Regions from separate parts of the Mus musculus genome. Here region 1 is linked to region 2. A link is a contact called in public Hi-C data. All regions are on one chromosome and are shown on one strand. Each heading gives the region's core, a stretch centred on a gene start, on an enhancer-like site or on the middle of the called end of the contact. The rest is flanking DNA. Distances are from core to core; before and after follow the strand shown. Region 1 overlaps Pde8b (phosphodiesterase 8B). Region 2 overlaps Pde8b (phosphodiesterase 8B).

Evidence for each region. Hi-C and Micro-C count contacts between places; a contact is called where the count stands out from the background.
Region 1: a contact with region 2 is called in a Hi-C map of cortical neurons, with 2.3 times the contacts expected there. The contact joins two enhancer-like sites. A contact is called at or near these places in 5 of 484 Hi-C or Micro-C datasets (cerebral cortex, cortical neurons, cranial neural crest and 2 more) and 3 of 9 other capture datasets (adipose tissue, liver and pancreatic islet).

Annotation. Positions count from the first base shown.
Region 1 is chr13:95,101,850-95,104,914 of GRCm38.p6, reverse strand. It overlaps Pde8b (phosphodiesterase 8B), which reads left to right. Exons shown (of 22, transcript NM_001374003.1): 4 at 203-262. Among named protein-coding and RNA genes, the nearest start is that of Gm41025, 53 kb to the right of the region's middle. Within about 2 kb of position 1,529, at least 42 of the 459 cell types and tissues checked have an H3K27ac peak or open chromatin away from gene starts, as enhancers often do. A contact at or near this core is called in cortical neurons, where this site is marked.
Region 2 is chr13:95,032,849-95,035,553 of GRCm38.p6, reverse strand. It overlaps Pde8b (phosphodiesterase 8B), which reads left to right. Exons shown (of 22, transcript NM_001374003.1): 18 at 1,168-1,385; 19 at 2,604-2,705. Among named protein-coding and RNA genes, the nearest start is that of Gm41025, 16 kb to the left of the region's middle. Within about 2 kb of position 1,258, at least 65 of the 459 cell types and tissues checked have an H3K27ac peak or open chromatin away from gene starts, as enhancers often do. A contact at or near this core is called in cortical neurons, where this site is marked.

The DNA of each region.
Region 1 (3,065 bases), core at 280-2,779, 69 kb before region 2:
AAACAATTACAAATAAATAAATGAATAGATTGAAGAGATTGTCCTGGTCCACAAGGTCTTCTTTCTCTGCTGTCTCATGTGTGTTCTGAGATTTTTAAAAGATGATTTGATTTGGTGCCACTATCAATGCAAAGAAGTTTCCACAATAGTTCAGTGTAACAAAGCACAGATCAGTGTTTTGACTCGAATCTTCTTTTTACAGGTCAATCCGGGCCACGAACCCCTCTGAGCACACGGTGATCCTGGCTGTCGTTTCACAAGCGTAAGTGCACTCCTGACTCACCCCAGAAGTACCCCCTCCCTAAAGTATCCCCACTCCAGCAGCACCCCCTCCTCAGCAGCACCCCCACATCATCAGCACCCCCTACTCAGCAGCACCCCATCCCAGCAGCATTCCCACCTCAGCAGCACCCCCTCCTCAGCAGCACCCCCACCTCAGCAGCACCCCCTCCTCAGCAGCACCCCCACCTCAGCAGCACCCCCACCTCAGCAGCACCCCCACCTCAGCAGCACCCCCTCCTCAGCAGCACCCCCACCTCAGCAGCACCCCCACCTCAGCAGCACCCCCACCTCAGCAGCACCCCTACCTCAGCAGCACCCCATCCCAGCAGCATTCCCACCTCAGCAGCACCTCCATCCCGGCAGCACCCCCACCTCAGCATCACCCCCACTCCAGCAGCAACCCTCCTCAGCAGCACCCCCACCCCAGCAGCACCCTCATCCCAGCAGCACCCCCACCTCAGCAGCACCCCTACCTCAGCAGCACCCCCACCTTAGCAGCACCCCCACATCAGCAGCACCCCCACCTCAGCAGCACCCCCTCCTCAGCAGCACCCCCACATCAGCAGCACCCCCACATCAGCAACATCTCCATTCCGGCAGCACCCCCACCCCAGCAGCACCCCCACTCCAGCAGCACCCCCACTCCAGCAGCACCCCCACTCCAGCAGCACCCCCTCCTCAGCAGCACCCCCACTCCAGCAGCACCCCCTCCTCAGCAGCACCCCCACTCCAGCAGCACCCCCTCCTCAGCAGCACCCCCTCTTCAGCAGCACCCCCTCCTCAGCAGCACCCCCACCTCAGCAGCACCCCCACTCCAGCAGCACCCCCTCCTCAGCAGCACCCCCACTCCAGCAGCACCCCCTCCTCAGCAGCACCCCCTCCTCAGCAGCACCCCCTCCTCAGCAGCACCCCACCTCAGCAGCACCCCCACCTCAGCAGCACCCCATCCCAGCAGCATTCCCACCTCAGCAGCACCCCCACCCCAGCATTACTGTTCCATCTGAGACACATGAAGTAGACCAGTATTTGAACCAGCTCTGTGATGGGCACATCCCAGACCCTACATTGCCACTTCTGGAACTTACTTCTAGGGCTTTGTTTTCCAAGTTTCCAGAAATAGGGTTTTTTTTTTCCCTCCCCTTTCTTACATAATTGCTGTTAGCACGTTCTCACACACTTCATGGGGGAAAACAGGTTTACTCATCACCATGACATGCCAACAATGAGTAGAAACGCTGAGGACTCGGGCTGTTCTAGTTTGTCTTTTCTCTGAAGAAAATAGAGAAGGGTTTGAGTTTTCACTGAAGAATGTAACATGAGAGTGCAGAGGTGCCAAATTCACTGCAAGGAAAGGATTGTGGCTCTGGCAAAGACTGTCCAGTGGTTAACAGCAGGCCATAGGCTGTGGCCCTGGGGAGGACTGTCATGTGACAAACAGCACGCCATAGGCTGTGGCCCTGGGGAGACTATCAAGTGACTAACAGTGGAACATAGGCTGTGGCCCTGGGGAGGACTGTCATGTGGCTTAGGCTGTGAGTAGGCCATAGGCTTAGGTTGGTTTTGAACTGCAAAGAAGATTGACCCAGCTATAGTTACACTGACACCCTGGAATGAGAAACTGTTCTGCTGGGTTTAGTGTCTGCAGTGTTCTTCACTTAAAACGCAGAGGCCGGCTGAAAGAAAGAAGTAGTTTGTCTGTGGCACAATTGTTGGAGTCCTTGCCAGGGGCAAAATTTGTTGTAGTCAATCTATGTCTATCATGAGCTTCAGCGAGACTAAGGTCTTAATTAGGATCCAGGACCTATTGAACTTGGCCTTGTTATGGCATTTGGCACAAATTTTACCACCAAGGAGCAGATAGACCAATAGCTCTGACAAGAACGTGTGGGGTTTCCAAGAGCAGGCTGGCCCAGGGAGAGCTGAAATATATGCACAGTAGCCCAGGAGGAAGCCATGGTGTCTTAGTCAGGGTTTCTATTCCTGCACAAACATCATGACCAAAAAGCAAGTTGGGGAGGAAAGGGTTTATTCGACTTACACTTCCATGCTGCTGTTCATCACCAAGGAAGTCAGGACTGGAACTCAAGCAGGTCAGGAAGCAGGAGCTGATGCAGAGGCCATGGAGGGATGTTCTTTACTGGCTTGCTTCCCCTGGCTTGCTCAGCCTGCTCTCTTATAGAACCAAGGCTACCAGCCCAGAGATGGTCCCACCCACAAGGGGGCCTTTCCCCCTTGATCACTAATTGAGAAAATGCCTTACAGTTTTATCTCATAGAGGCATTTCCCCAACTGAAGCTCCTTTCTCTGTGATAACTCCAGCTGTGTCAAGTTGACACAAAACTAGCCAGTACACATGGCCAGGAGGCAATCAGAGTCTCATGTTGAGATACTGCACTATGAGGCTCATCCCTTGCCACCTTCCTTGGGCTGACGTGCAAAGAATGGGGAGCTCTGTCCCCAGGGGTGCCTTATACCTGCCGTCATGGTGGGGGATTAATTCCAGAAAGAACGAGCGGGAAACAGAGGGAGCCTTTTGCTCCACTTACCTTCGGCGATCTGAATAGGATTATACAGCCTAGACATGGCACCTAGGAGATACCACACCACAGAGCACTTCCCATGGCTTGTTCCACGGGCCTCAATACGCCTTCTGTCCTCTTCATACATCAAAAGTGTTTATGAGTTCTTGACTAGGAGTGGTTTTGTATGGCTTGTTATGATTTTTCTGTTTTTTTTTTTATTATCAAATTCTTCTCATATGGAGAGAGACATTAAGTAACCTC
Region 2 (2,705 bases), core at 9-2,508:
CTGGTTTACAGGTTCAGGGGATCAGCCCATTATCATCAAGGCAGGAACATGGTAGCATCCAGGCAAGCATGGTGCAGGAGGAGCTGAGAGTTCTACCTCTTCATCTGAAGGCTACTAGTAGAAGACTGACTTGCTAGGACAAAGCCCACACCCACAGTGACATACCCATTCTAACAGAGACACACCTACTCTAACAAGGACACAATTCCCAATAGTGCCACTCCCTAGGACAAGCATATACCAACCATCACAGTAGTCGTTAACCATACACAGCTACTGAATAAAGCTGAGGAGGTCCTCCATCGCACTGGCCATAGGCAAGCGTTCAGGAGCTGTATATAATAGGCTTTGTCTGCATTCCACAGAGGCAGTGCACTCCCATCACCACATGATGGTCAGCGATCAGTGCTGCCCTGCTCTGCCCAGCCCCATGGTTACACTCTCGGGAAGTTGGGACTCTTTTTATCTAATCTCACCCATTAGTATCTATCACTGCTTCATCTCTGGTGCTGTGCACAGTACCTGACGCCTTTAGGCATCTGACATGGAATGAATTCATAATACAGTGTCTTACATAACACCCCATCTGCCAGCTTTCTACTAACTTACTGGCTAAGAAGAATACTTGCTGTCATTTGAGCTCAGCATTAGCATAGTGAAGGTCTGGTGAGTTTCTCTAAGCCTTTGCTGCCTGTGAGCCCAGCCCCTGCATTTCTTGATAAGCTTTCCATCTTGCCTCTGCCTCACTGCCAAGCTCCAGTTACTGTCCCATTCATCCTGTGAGCTAGCTGTGCTATTTACAACTGGCCCTCCAATATGCCTGCAGAAGCTGATGTGTAAGGAATATCTGTGATGCCGGCTACTTTCCATGCATCATGGCAGAGCGTCACAGCATCAATTCAAAAGACCTGCTTGGCTTCTTTGTCAAAGAACCAGCAAACAGACTATAGACAGTTCAGGTGTTGTAGCTTCTGTGTTCTCAAGAGAATACACAGCACAGGACAGTGCCACCGTGTGCCCAAGGCTACCTTTCTGCTAAGACTAGGAGGAAACCGAAAGGAAATTCCAAAGGTTCCAGCCCCAAGCCCTTCTCTCTCCAAGAGACAGAGATGGATGCTGGTGTCTAGAAGCCTGTGAATAATGTTCTGTATCCTCCCCCTCCCCCAGGGAAGCCTGGACCAGCTGGATGAGGTGGCTGCTCTGATTGCTGCCACAGTCCACGACGTGGATCACCCCGGAAGGACCAACTCTTTCCTGTGCAACGCCGGCAGCGAGCTCGCTGTGCTCTACAATGACACTGCAGTCTTGGAGAGTCACCACACAGCCCTGGCCTTCCAGCTCACAGTCAAGGACACCAAGTGCAACATTTTCAAGAATATTGACAGGTTTGGCGTGATTGGGCTCCCGGGGCTAGGTCTGTGAAGCTAAAAATGAAGCTGAGTTTTCTCTGGTTTCTCTGGATAGATGGGAATGAAACAGTGGCTCTTCACTGTATCAGGTTATAAACCAGCTTTGCCCATCTGAACTTTTCAGACTGCCTTTCCTGCTCTAAAAAAAATCTCATTTAGCCTTCAGTAAGTCCATAAAAATAAATGTTTGTTATGCACTGAAAAGCACTGCCTAAATGTTGATGGCCTCACTAACAAGTCTATCAAATATTTTTATCTTCCTCCCTGTGGCTCAAAGACAATGTATAATCCTGCATTTCCAGCTGAGTTTGGGCTAAGCATCCATCCCCATGAGGAGGTCCCAGTGAGGATGCTGGGAATGAGACAGGTTTCCTTCTCACAGAGAGAGATGCTCTCAGAACATCTGCAAACAGCACCGTGATGTGACGTGGTGGAACAATTCTTACCTGCTAACAACTGTGTGGTCAGGCTACGGCTATTTCCTATACCGCACCAGCAAGCTGCTGAGCAGAGTCCTGGGCAAAGGCCTGGTGGTCGCTTGGGCCTCATGACACTGTCTACATGAACTTACCAGTTTAGGCTCTAGAAAAATCTCTATGGTTACAGAGAGCGGTTGTTCTAATTCAGACTTAAGTTCTAGCGTATCAAGCTGGTTTGCTTAGCTCTTCATTCAGTCTCTTAGAGTTAGTACATGATAGGGGTTTTCTGATAACCTTGAGCTGTTGTTCCAACCACTGCAAACATCAGACATTTACAGGTTACAGGATTATGTGAAAGGAAAATCTCCCTCAGCACCATCGGAAGAGATTGGCAGTTCTCTCCAGTAGGAACCGGTCTACACAGGGCACAGTCAAACCTCAGCAGACTGCCACTTTGTTTCTGTCCCTTCCACTTCCTTGTTCCAGTGTTTTCACAGGAAGGGATGGAAACTACCATTCGAAACAGTTGCTTGTCACATGATGTGCACTTTCATTTCTCTTAGCATGGCTGTGCAGAAGAGTCAGCTGTCACTGGAGAACGTGGAGTGGCATCAACATGGGCTTACTGGGGGGCGGGGGCTGAGCGGATGGAGTCTAGGATTAGCAGTCACTTGACTCTGACCCCTTCTGTCCTGGGCTGTGGGGAGGCAGAGCATCAGGGCACTTCTGACTTGGGCATGGTGTGAGCAGGGAACTTTGTCCTCTTATTATTTAGGAACCACTATCGAACGCTGCGCCAGGCTATTATCGACATGGTTTTGGCTACAGAGATGACAAAACACTTCGAGCACGTGAACAAATTCGTGAACAGCATCAA